3 separate regions of the Mus musculus genome follow, and regions 2 and 3 are each linked to region 1. The links are chromatin contacts, called in public ChIA-PET and HiChIP or PLAC-seq maps. All regions are on one chromosome and are shown on one strand. Each heading gives the region's core, a stretch centred on a gene start, on an enhancer-like site or on the middle of the called end of the contact. The rest is flanking DNA. Distances are from core to core; before and after follow the strand shown. Region 1 overlaps Unc5b (unc-5 netrin receptor B). Region 2 overlaps Cdh23 (cadherin 23 (otocadherin)). Region 3 holds the start of Pcbd1 (pterin 4 alpha carbinolamine dehydratase/dimerization cofactor of hepatocyte nuclear factor 1 alpha (TCF1) 1).

Evidence for each region. ChIA-PET counts read pairs in DNA pulled down with a chosen protein or histone mark. HiChIP or PLAC-seq counts read pairs in DNA pulled down with a chosen protein or histone mark.
Region 2: an RNA polymerase II ChIA-PET map of memory CD8 T cells shows a contact between it and region 1, with 6 read pairs. The contact joins two enhancer-like sites. A contact is called at or near these places in 4 of 39 promoter capture datasets (embryonic stem cells, hematopoietic stem and progenitor cells, liver and 1 more), 6 of 115 datasets of contacts at active chromatin or transcription factors (the NIH/3T3 cell line, effector CD8 T cells, embryonic basal ganglia and 3 more) and 3 of 9 other capture datasets (adipose tissue, embryonic stem cells and macrophages).
Region 3: an H3K27ac HiChIP or PLAC-seq map of acute myeloid leukemia shows a contact between it and region 1, with 4 times the contacts expected there. The contact joins the promoter of Pcbd1 here to the enhancer-like site in region 1. A contact is called at or near these places in 10 of 39 promoter capture datasets (HPC-7-derived erythroid cells, cranial neural crest, embryonic stem cells and 3 more), 5 of 484 Hi-C or Micro-C datasets (bone marrow-derived macrophages and embryonic stem cells), 23 of 115 datasets of contacts at active chromatin or transcription factors (VIP interneurons, acute myeloid leukemia, bone marrow-derived macrophages and 15 more) and 2 of 9 other capture datasets (adipose tissue and pancreatic islet).

Annotation. Positions count from the first base shown.
Region 1 is chr10:60,815,124-60,818,907 of GRCm38.p6, reverse strand. All of the region lies in intron 1 of Unc5b (unc-5 netrin receptor B), which reads left to right. Among named protein-coding and RNA genes, the nearest start is that of Unc5b, 15 kb to the left of the region's middle. RefSeq lists an enhancer at 2,065-3,784. Within about 2 kb of position 1,842, at least 157 of the 459 cell types and tissues checked have an H3K27ac peak or open chromatin away from gene starts, as enhancers often do. A contact at or near this core is called in the NIH/3T3 cell line, VIP interneurons, acute myeloid leukemia and 7 more, where this site is marked.
Region 2 is chr10:60,379,265-60,383,048 of GRCm38.p6, reverse strand. It overlaps Cdh23 (cadherin 23 (otocadherin)), which reads left to right. Exons shown (of 71, transcript NM_023370.3): 34 at 294-395; 35 at 551-553; 36 at 3,703-3,784. It also overlaps a transcript of Vsir not described here. Among named protein-coding and RNA genes, the nearest start is that of Gm17455, 19 kb to the left of the region's middle. Within about 2 kb of position 1,703, at least 59 of the 459 cell types and tissues checked have an H3K27ac peak or open chromatin away from gene starts, as enhancers often do. A contact at or near this core is called in the NIH/3T3 cell line and memory CD8 T cells, where this site is marked.
Region 3 is chr10:61,087,575-61,091,358 of GRCm38.p6, reverse strand. It overlaps Pcbd1 (pterin 4 alpha carbinolamine dehydratase/dimerization cofactor of hepatocyte nuclear factor 1 alpha (TCF1) 1), which reads right to left and starts at 2,028. Exons shown (of 4, transcript NM_025273.4): 1 at 1,943-2,028. The coding sequence starts at 1,945.

The DNA.
Region 1 (3,784 bases), core at 593-3,092:
CTCTCTCCCTGGGTATGTGGGTCAGCCACTCCAACCCAACTCTGTCCTATTTTCTTTCTTGATGTAATTGAGCGGTGGATCGCTAGGACCTATGTTCCCTACAGGCGAGATTCCAGATTTCACCAGACTTCAAACTCCACAGCCTTATCTGGTACCATTTTGTCTGGGTAGTTTTGGTATTGTGAGAGGAAAGGCCATCCCCATCTTCCACAAACTGGAGGAGCCATGGACGTGCCCTGGGTGTGTCCCAGGCTTGTACCATGGCGAGAATGGGCAGAATGGGCTATTTACATGAGTGTAACTGAGTGGCAGAAACTTGGTGTAGGTTTGGTGCAAGGGGTTGGTGGTGGTGACAACTTTGAGAGGGCAGTGGGGCCATTGTCCCCATCCCCCTTCAAAGCAGAGAGGCCACATCTAAGCAGTATACTTCTCTCTGAGACTTTCCCTACCTGATAGGTGTAGGGTTAGCTTAATAGACTCCACTCCCTTCCTTCATTCCATCAAACACTTTCCATTGTCCCCATAGCCCTGTCACCTGTAGAATTTCCTGAAGAGAGAAAGTGTTATAATGTCTGTTGGCCTCAAATGGCTAGGCACATTTTGAACATGGCATGTTCCCATGGGCACCTCGTGAATGTAAGGGGTGTTGGCAGAAGCGTGGATTCCATAGCTCATGGAGAAGGGCCCTCGCGTCCACATAAGGAAATCTGCTCCACTGTGGAACACTGGAACCCTCAGTTTGACCAGACTGGCAGCTTTTTGTCCTGTGTCCGCTCAGGTGTCCCCTCTTAGAAAGCTTAACAGCCCCATCCATCAGCACCTACCACCACCTGGAGTTCTCATGTGCCTGTACACAGAAGTTCTCTGGTTTAGCTGGCTTTCTCACTCCATGAGGGCAGAGCTGTGTCCCTTGGGAATGGCCCAGTGGCCAGAACAGTGTCCCACACAGAGTAGGCCTCAGTGAACATTTGCTCGCTAAGTGTGTCACTAAGTGTGTCACAGAAGTGTTAGCTAGAATTTGCTAGAGTTCACACGCCTGCTCCCCCCAACCCCGTCTGCATATTTAAGTCTGGCATAGACATTGGGTCTTTGCAAGGCTCCAAGAGATTCTAGCCTGTATTCCCCAACCATGAGCCCCAACAGTGGGCACACAGAGATTCCAGCAACAGTGGCTGTAGGCTGGGTGCTGGGACTTCAGTTCCTTTGTAGTTCTGTCTGCAAAGAAGGCAGAGGGCTGTGATTAGGTATACTCTGGGCCCTCCTGTCCCACCTACATTTTGTCATTCTGGAGATGTCTGTGACCTTACGGCATTCTTTTGTCCCACAGAGCAAACAGTTCCCTAGTGAGGTAACCTTGCCAAACCCTATTAGGAAACTGGTATCCTGTCCGTCTCTCCCAAATAAATGGCAAAGTGCTGTCCAGGGCCCTGTTGCCCCTCTCCTGGTGCCTGAGAGACACCAATGGCTCTGGGCTCCAGCAGTGCCGGCATCTCCTTTTTTCTGGCAACAGAGCTGAGCTGTGTTGGAACCTGTCTCTTCTCCCCTGATAGCACGCAGTTTAAATAAGATCTCCATTTACCAGAAGTTCACACCACAGCTCATGTGTTATATGAGAAGCAGCAATCTCACGTTTGCTGGTGAATGCTGTTCAGGGATGCGATTGGGGTGGTGGGGGTTGGAGTGTGTGTGTGTGGGGGGGGAAGCATCACAGAGAGGGGACGTGAGGAAGGAGGGACTCCAAGCTGTCAGCCCAGCCCCAGCGCTGGCAGTGCCAGGCTCCTCTTGGCTCGGTGTGGGGCTGCTGGGGGAGGTGCCAGGGCTCTGTGAGCTGACCTCAGGCTGCTGGAAGGCTCGGAGCCGGATGGGCGCATGATGTCACCACCACTTCCGCCTGTTGGCACTCCCAGCAATGCACTGGGTCATTTACACGTCTTCAGTCTGTTAGGAAGAGACTCTTGGTGAGGGAGATTTATTGGTTGCCTCTGCCTTCCTTAGAAGCCTTTGTTAGGAACCTAATAAGGAAGGCACTTGGTGGCTATAGAGAGACCCCCCCCCCACACTCTGAGTCTCTCCTCCCCACATCCCGGGGCCACGTAAAAGTGAATAAGCAAATTCTAGTTGCAGGGTGTCTTCCAGCCTAGGTAGGAAGTGGGTGGCATGACCCTGCTTATGCAGAAGGGGAAACTGAGGCAGTAGCAGTTTGAGCACGTTGGAAGCAAGGCTTGCAGTCTTGTGCCTGGATCCTCTGGGCTGACAGGCAGGTTGCTAACTGCATTTCTAAATGCTGCTGGAGTCTGATCTCTTCCAGAGCATTAGTTTATTACAACGACCAGGATGCTCTATGATCTGGAGGTAGATTGGTGCCTCAGTTTCCCCCAAAGTAAACCAAGAGCTGGCTTTGGCTGTCTTTCAGCAAAGTAAGGCCCTTCAGCCTTTCCTTGCAGGTTTCCAAGTAGCCACACTAAGGAGATGGGTGGTGGGGGGAAAGAAGGTCCTGTGGTCACCTCATCACAGGGTCCGTGGTCCAGGCTGATGCACCTGTAATAAATATCGAGCTGACAGTTGTTAAGCCGCATCCCTGACCTCTGAATAAATAAAAAGCTGCTTAGAATAACAGCCCCGGAAAATGCTGGAGGTTCCTGCTCACTCTCAGTTTCCCTTCCACTGGCCAAACCTGTTTGCCTGGACACCCACCCACTCCCATTGTCTCCCCTCCCCTGTGGCTCCTCAGGCCCCTGTCCATCACTTCAGCCCCAAGGGCAGCCACTGCCTGGCCTGGCTTTTGTTCACAGCTCTGTAGTCTGTCCAGAGCTCCTTGCTCCTTCAGCAGCCAGAGCAGCTAATAGGGAAACAGCTCTGCAGCTGACAGCTGAGAGACAGGCCAGCCAGGCCTCCCTGGGGCTGGGGGTGGGGCACAGAATAGATGCCCTCTGGTTCAGTCTTCAGAACCTTGCTGGCATTTCCTTCTGTGGCTCTGTCCCTGTGATATGAACCGGGCTACTGCCTCTGGCAGAGGTCACCAGGAAGTTAAAATCTGGGCCCCCAGCTGGCTCCCAGGATGCCCCAGAGCACATGGGCACCATTTGATGTTCTGTGAATATTGTATGTGAGCTATCTGTGTCTCCTGGCTTTCTCATTACAGGTAGTTCAGGTTCTCAGGAGCTGTTAGGTAGAGTCATAGAATGTCAGATGTGGAAAAGACAGACAAGAGCCGGAAAGCCCATTTTATAGCGAAGGGTACTGAAGCCTTGGGCAGTGAGCACTTCAGACTACTGTTCAAAGTTCACAGTGGCAGATCCTGGGTTTGAACAGGAACCTGAGGCCTGTGCCCTTGATCCTGACCCAAGGGAAAGGCCCAGGAGAGCCCTGGCCCGGCCAGGGAATCCATCACAGGTAAACAGTGCCCACCAGAAATGTGCCTTCCACACTGGAGCCTGGGGTTTTGCTCAGAGTGTCCTAGGGGTCCTAGTGCTCCTCCGTGGCCTTCTTGGGGCTTCTGGGTCCTGCCTTTGTGTGGTATTTTCTTCTAGGTTGGGGAGGGGAGGTAAGTGTCCTAGAATTTGCAGTAGAACTTGCGTGGGGTTTCTGGGGTGCAGGAGCACAGCTAGCCAGGGGGCCCAGCTAGTCTTGTGACTCAGACAGCCCTGCCATTTAGGGATTGCTAGGTCTGGTTGTCCTTGGGAATCTCGGTCCCTCTCCCGTCTCTGTTGGGGGAGGTGAGAATTTAGAGCCAGGGTGGGGTGGGGGTGGGGGTGGGGGTGGGGGTTGCGGTTACAGGATGTGG
Region 2 (3,784 bases), core at 454-2,953, 440 kb after region 1:
AGACCGAGAGCTCTGGGGCAGAAAAGCTATGAGTGTGAGCATCCAGAGAATATGCGGGAACAGTATTCTGGTGGGGTGATGGGAGGTAGGAGACCCTTGTAGAAGAGATGGCTGGAATCTGGATGGGCCATAAGAGCAATGGGATTTCAGCCTGTAGACTCATGGGAAAGTTGTGTCAGGACGGTGCTGTGAACATGGCTGGCAGAGTGGGGTGAGGGGATGGTAGGCTCCAGCTGGAGCAGAGAATGGCTGCCTGATAATTGTCATCCTCACCCCTACCCCATACCCCACAGGGTGTGATCACAGTCAAAGGCTTGGTCGACAGAGAGAAGGGCGACTTCTACACATTGACAGTCGTGGCAGACGATGGCGGCCCCAAGGTGGACTCTACTGTGGTGAGTGGGTCCTGGGTGGCAGCTCCGCCCCCACCCAATATTCCCCAGCACCTGACCCATGGGCAGTGGGTGGAAGGTACCAGGCCAGCCAGTAACCATCTATATCTGTTTTCTCTCCCTTCCTGTTCCTGCCCCTGCTCCCGCTGTGCCTACAGAAGGTGAGTTAGCCCATGAACTGCCTCGTACCACTGGTGGTGCACAGACCTTCCCTGGAGATAGGGCCCACAGGGCAGAGGGCTGTCCAGTTGGTGCAGAGAAGAAAGGTGATTGCGACCAAGCCTGGTGACCTTGGTCTGGTCCCTGGGACCCACACGGTAGAAGAGAACCGACTCTAAGTCATCCTGTGACCTTCACAAGATGCCATGCCCCGTGTTCACGCTTACCCGCCCCCATCCATACTCACCCAGCCACCCCAACACACACTAAACCAATCAACGGTGTAAAAAGAGGGGAAACATAAACATTTACAGCAGGGCTTCCTCTCAGACCTCTGCTGCCCACCCATTCTCCTCTCCCAAGCTGTGTCCTCCATGGTCCATCCATTCCCTAAGGAATCATGAGACAGAAGTGCAGTAATAAAGAAATACTTGGAACATACCCAGAAAGAGACCTGAGGGCTCCTCAGAGGCTGTGTGACAAAGCAAAGCTACTTAGCCTCTCTGTGTGCTTCCCCTGCCCCCCCTAAAGAGAGAATCCTGCCAGCAACCTTGCCCTCCTCAGAAGGGATGGCAGATCTCAGGAAGAGAGACATGGAAAGGAGGGTATTCAGGGCCAGCACCCAGGGAGGTCTTGGCATGGTAGCTGTGTCCACAGGGTGAGCCCCACTGCCAAGACTGTGTGCTCAGGAGTGTCAGACAGAGCCCCCAGAAGGACTGGGCCTGAGGGTGGAGTTCAGCAGGTTGGGGGTGGGGCAGAGCAGAGGTAGGGGGTGTGAATGGGGCTTTGACCCACACACACTTAGCTTTCTTTAACTCCTGGGGCAGCAGACAAGTACACCACATCCTAAATCTCCCAGCAGGAAACTTAGCAGATATGGGTAGCAGACCTTAGCATCTTCCTCGGTATCGTGGGCCCCCGCTGCCCTTCGGCCCTCGGTGGCTGCTGGGTATCCCATGAGAGCGTGGTACCACTCTGGCATCCGGGCAACCCTTTCTGATGTGGATGACAGGAACTTCAGACTCTCTCCCCCACTCAGCTCTCTTCCAAGAAGCAAAACCTGTTTCATGCCCCAGATACCCAGCCCAGTTGGCCCCCGTGCTGTTTGAGTTGCTACAGTGCACGTACAAAAGGCCTTTAAAGGTGGTACAATTTCCTTTCCAGGGCCAGTAGCCAAACCACAGCTCACCTCCACCTGACTCCTTCCTGCTTCAGCAATGGGGTGGGGGGAAAGGCCGGAAGGAAGTCTCAGCTATAGGAGCTCCTGGGTTGTATACTGGGGGATGGGGGATGGGCAGGGAGGTGAGGTTCTGAGGCTGGGAGCTGGAGAAGGCCTCCATCCTCTCTTCACCTACCAGAGCTGGCTCCCTTCTCCCCCCACACCCCTATCACCACCAGAAAGTAGCAACCACAGCACCACCATTGACTGACTATGCCAGGCCCAGCCTGTGCTGGCTGGGCTCCTGATGCAGCAGAAACCCACAGCAGATTTAACCCTGCCTGCAAGGCAAGAGCTAGATTCAGGTGGGGAGGGGACCCTATCACAGCGTCACTATGACATAATGTCAGGGAACGCTGGGGTGGGCTTGCCTAAAGTCACTCAGGCTGACCAGGGGTTAATGCAGCCAACAGGGAAAGGTTTGTTTGTTTGTTTGTTTGTTTGTTTGTTTGTTTGTTTTTCTGGCACAGGGAACAGGGTATACATAGGTCCTGTGGTGTGAGGACCCTAACTGACCAAAGAATTTGAAGGGCCAGTTACACACACACACACACACGCACACGCACGCACGCACGCACGCACGCACGCACGCATGCATGTACGCACACAGGACAGCTCACTCTGTCTGGTTTGGCTCTGAGCATGGGGTATACTAGCTATCACTGTTTCCATTTCCCATAGCAACTTGCTTCCTTAGCAGACTCAGACTACTTATTCCCTGGTAGATAAGTACAGGCCTATGGAGAAAGGCTGAGTGTCCATCAGACAGGAAGAGGAGGGGTAATGGAGATTACTATACACCACCTGTACCCGTGCTTGCTCATTTCCTGCTTCCTACATCCAGTGCTCAAGTCTTCTTGGTTCAGAAGTTTTCCGCTGAGAAAATGGAAAACCAGAGAGGTCGAGTAACTATGTGTAAAGTCACACAGCCAGCCATGGAGGAATTGACACCCCTACCACCACCCCCAGCTTCTGACATCAGCCTGATGCTTGGGGGGAGAGTCTTGGGGGGACTGAAACCAGGCAAGGCAGCCTGATTTGAGGTTGGGCACAGTGGCTTTCTTCTGTAAGATGGAAAGGGTCCCTAAGGACCATGAGCACTGTGCATACCAAAAGGCTGTCAGCTATGGGATCCAGAAATCACGGCCCTCAAAAGGATGGTGAGGACTGGCCTGGGGTGAGTAGAGCAGCTTGAAGCAGTTCTTAAAACCCAGGCTACCTCCCAACCTGCCCCTGGCAGTGAATGTAGCCGTGTGTGTAGTCTCTATGGCCTATGATCTTCCTGGGGCTGGTGGTCACACCCACAGTGACCCTTCTCTCTTCCCGTTCCTGGTGCTCTTCTCCACCCGAGATCCAGGCCTCAGACTTGAAAGAAAATGCTGTTTCCTGGAGTTTCCTTCCCCACCGGGTCACAGTAGCCTCCTGCTCCTGGCCTGATCCTCTCTCTTTAATACAGAACTGTGGACAAGAAGGCTGAAATCTGGCCAGCAGCTGCTTCAACCAGCCAGCAGCCCAGGATTCTCATTTCTGTGATTCATCGTCTTATTTCATATAAGAATCTGAACTCCTTAATCATGCTGAAAAACAGGAAGTGATGCCAGCCAGTGCCAGGGGGCTATTCCAGGCCTTCATTCCCATGAGCTGGAACCCAGCTGTCCAGCTGTCCCTGTCCCTCCCTGTACCATATTAGACAGTCTTCACTGGCCCCTCTCTTTGCTGTTCTGGCCCTGTGATACGTGTGCAACACCACACACACACACGCACGCACGCACACACACACACACACACACACACACACACACACGGATATTGCTCAGAGAAGGTGGGATGGAGCTTGGGACTTGAAGGTTTGCTCAAGGCCCCTGCTGACCTCATGACCTAAGGATATTTTGGAGAAGGAGGCAGGAGGTGGCTGAGTGTGTCTGCCCCCAGGTCTACATCACCGTTCTGGATGAGAATGATAACAGCCCACGCTTCGACTTCACCTCGGACTCAGCCATCAGTGTGCCTGAGG
Region 3 (3,784 bases), core at 779-3,278, 270 kb before region 1:
TTTCTGGGAAGGAGAACTCCCATTGAAAGCACTTCACAAACTAGGCCGAATCTGCAGCCCAGATCTTGGGGTTTTTACCTGCTTTCATAGAGAATGCCAAAGAGAATGTGTTGTGGTGAAGTGTTCCCCCATCTCTTGCTCCCAGAGCCTCACAGATGCTTGCCTGCCTTCATCTTTCCAAGACAGCACACCATGGAGTCCCCAAGGTGGTTAGAGCAAAATTCAGCCCAATTCGAACACATTACATGTTCTTCCTGGCATCCCCATTTTTCTGCATTCCCTCTCTATGCTCCATCCCCACACCCATTCTGCAATGTTCAGGTGTTCTAGAGGAGAAACAGGCCTAGACAAAGGGGATGTGAGTGCTCTGCTCTTCCGGCCAGTCATCCTCAGTCAGGAATGAACTGACTCAAGGTGTGGTCTCTTAGAGCTATAGCCCTGGGGTGGGATGCAGAAACCCATTCAAACCCATTCCCAGATGAGTCTCTGCCACCTCCTCCTCGCCCCTGTATAGTCCACAGCTGTCAGGGTGAGGCTCTCAGGGTGGCTGTCTTAGGAACCTAGGACCACAGGGCCCAGACTCAAAATGGAAGTAGTCTGTCAAGGGCACCTGGCATGCTCATTACCCTGTTATACAAAGTGCCCACGGTGTGATCCCCCAGCACATACCAGGTCAGGTCCTGAGTGGACCCCTGGAAAACAGAAGTTAGTGTCTGTTCTGTCCTCTAGAGGAACGTGGGGCCCTGAGTCTAACAAGCTAGGATTGTGAAAGAGAATCACCCAGGGATACAGTGTTCAACTGACAAGGACTCAAATTTGGCTTGGGGAGCAGGAGGAAGGTGAACTGTGTCCTGCAAGCCACCCATCGTTTCCATACCCTGGGGTGGGTATCGAAATGGCCCTTTGGCTTCATGAGTGAAGGGATGAGACCCACTCCTTAGACCAAGAGATGCCAGTGGAAATACTTCAGTAGCAAGGTTATCAAGTGAAAGTCAGCTTCATTAAAAAAAAAAAAAAAAACAAAAAACCAACACTTCCTAGAACAAGAACATCTGTGACAGTTCTCAGGCCAGCAGTGGGGCCTACAGAACCAACACCAGTGTGTGTGTGCTCTCAGAAACAAGGGGCTCCAGCTCAGTGCAGAGATCTGCTCTGTGGTTAATGAAGGGGGTGGGGGACTTCCAGCATTGACCCTTCAGTGGGTGATAAGCGGGACACTTGTAACCAGGCAGCCAGGTATCAACAGGGCTCCACTCTTTAGAATTTTCCAGAACCAACTTTCAGGCTGACAATGCTCTGAACTCAGGTCAGAGGGGTAAGGGCCTTATTTGCTTAGGGAAGCTCTGTCAGCTTGTTAGTGTGGGCTGAGCGATTACTGATTATCCAAGCCTGTGGTGTCTTTGGGCCCAATGACTCTTCCCAGGCCTCAGCTGCCAAAACACCCTCCTATCCCTGATCGAGTACAGAGAACCCGAACCACGCTATTTGGTAAGGGTTGCAGGGAGGTCTAGGGGCTCCTTTCCTAGGGACCTACCTAAGATCCTGACCCACCACCACGCCAAGGTGGGACACAGCACCCTATCTAGGTGTTAGGGCGGGGCTTAAGGCCAGGGACAGCACTGGGTGCAGAGAGAACTGAACACCACCCCCACCCCCACCCCAATCTGGCAAGCCTGTAGGGCCAGGCAGCGCCACGGAGACTTGCCTTGCTGCCACACCCCGCCAGCAGACTAGGCCTGGGAGTTGGGACAGGCTAGGTTTCCAGGCCCACCGCCACCGCCCCCAAGGGAGGCCAGGCGACTCTAGCCCGGCTGGATGGCGCTGCAGGAGGCTCAGCGTGGCCCGCGCCCCCAGCATCGGAGCCCTAGTCGTCTCTCCACACCACCCCCCGCCCCCCACTTCCTGGTCTCCTCTCAGGGTCCACCAGACTTCCTGCGCTTACCATGTCCAGTGCGGGAAGCAGGTGGCGGCAGCGAGGGAGAGAGCAGCGGGCAAGCAGCAGGCCACCGCGGGGGCGGGGCAGAGATCCGGTGGCCGCGGGTAATAATTAACATGGGTCCTCCTTGCTCCACGCCCTTGCAATGCTTTCCATGCCCTGTGCTCTGTGAGCATGGCTGCGTGATGGGCTCCAGGGCAAAAGCTTTGACATCTCAGTACCTCTGCTCCCTCTCTGCCAGAGGACTCTGGGCACCAGACTGCCTGACCTATTGTTACAGTAACAACGACAACAAAAGCCACCCAGATAAATGTCACATACACTGGACTGCACATATATAAAGTGCACAGTTTTAACCATCTTAACAGAACAGAAGACTTTTTTAAAAAAGATTTATTTATTATATATAAGTACACTGTAGCTGTCTTCAGACACACCAAAAGAGGGCATCAGATCCTATTACAGATGGTTGTGAACCACCATGTAGTTACTGGGAATTGAACTCAAGACCACTGGAAGAGCAGCCAGTGCTCTTAACCACTGAGCCATCTCTCCAGCCCAATAGAAGATATTCTAAAGGGACTCAACGTATCCCTCCTTTGGGCTATCAGGCTATTGAAACAATGGAACCCAAGAAATCAGAATTTCTTCCAGGAAAGGCATGGTATGAAAAGGAAAAACTAAGGTCTGGTGCCAGCCAGAGAAGAAACTTGTCTACTGGAAAGATTTCACACCATTCTGGCAATTTGCCAGGCCACCTTGTTTAGTAAGGTATTCCTCTTGCCCGCTGTTTAACCTTGAGCCGTAGATTAGGTCCCAGTGGACAGACTTGGAGGCTCATGGACCCCTTCATTTCTCTTCCCAGTAAAGCTGTATTGAGTAAATCACCTTGCTTGCTGTTTTAATCACTGTTTTAATTTTTAAGATTTATTTGTGTGTGTGTGTGTGTGTGTGTGTGTGTGTGTGTGTGCGCGTGCGCATTTGTGTGGGTGCATGGATTTATGTGTACTGTGTGCTGTATGCATGTAGATGCCATGGAGGCCAAAAGGGAACATTGCATCCCCTGGAATTGCACTTAGGTGTTGTTGTGAGCTGCCTCATATGGGTACTGGAGCCAAATTCAGATTCTCTGCGAGAGCAGTAAGCGCTCTGAGCCCTCTCCACAGCACCTCTGCTGTGACTTGTCTCTTTCGTTGGCATATAGAGAGTAGTGGGTGAGCCCTGCTTGTTAGGACTGCCAGGGTCCAGGCTCTGACCCTAATAACTTCAGTGACATGGAGGGACATGTGCTTCTCTTAGGAATCCATCAGCAGGATTAGGAACACCTCTCCCTGTGCCACCAGATAGCCTCTCTCTTCCAGGGCTCCCCCTAAGCCAATGCTCTTCAATTGCTGGCAAGCAGGTTGCATTTTCTAGACATCCCCATGGCCCCATGCATTGAAACCATTTAGTTTATACTTACCTTTGAAGTCCATTCATGTTCTATGTACCATTAGTTGATTCTTTTCTTTCTTTTTTTTTTTTAAAGATTTATTTATGTATAATGAGTGCTCTATCTGCATGTACACCTGCATGCCAGAAGAGGGCATCAGATCCCATTATAGATGATTGTGAGCCACCATGTGGGTGCTGGGAAATGAACTCAGGACCTTTGGAAGAGCAGTCAGTGTTCTTAATCACTGAGCCGTCTCTCCAGCTCCCTAAAGATCCATTATTTCATAACTGTAATCTTGATACTGTTATAAATTATAATTTAAATATCTGATATGCAGGATATCTGATGTGATTCCCCCAAAGGGGCCATGATCCCCAGATTGAGAACCGCCGGGAGCCTCGTTGGTTGTGGAG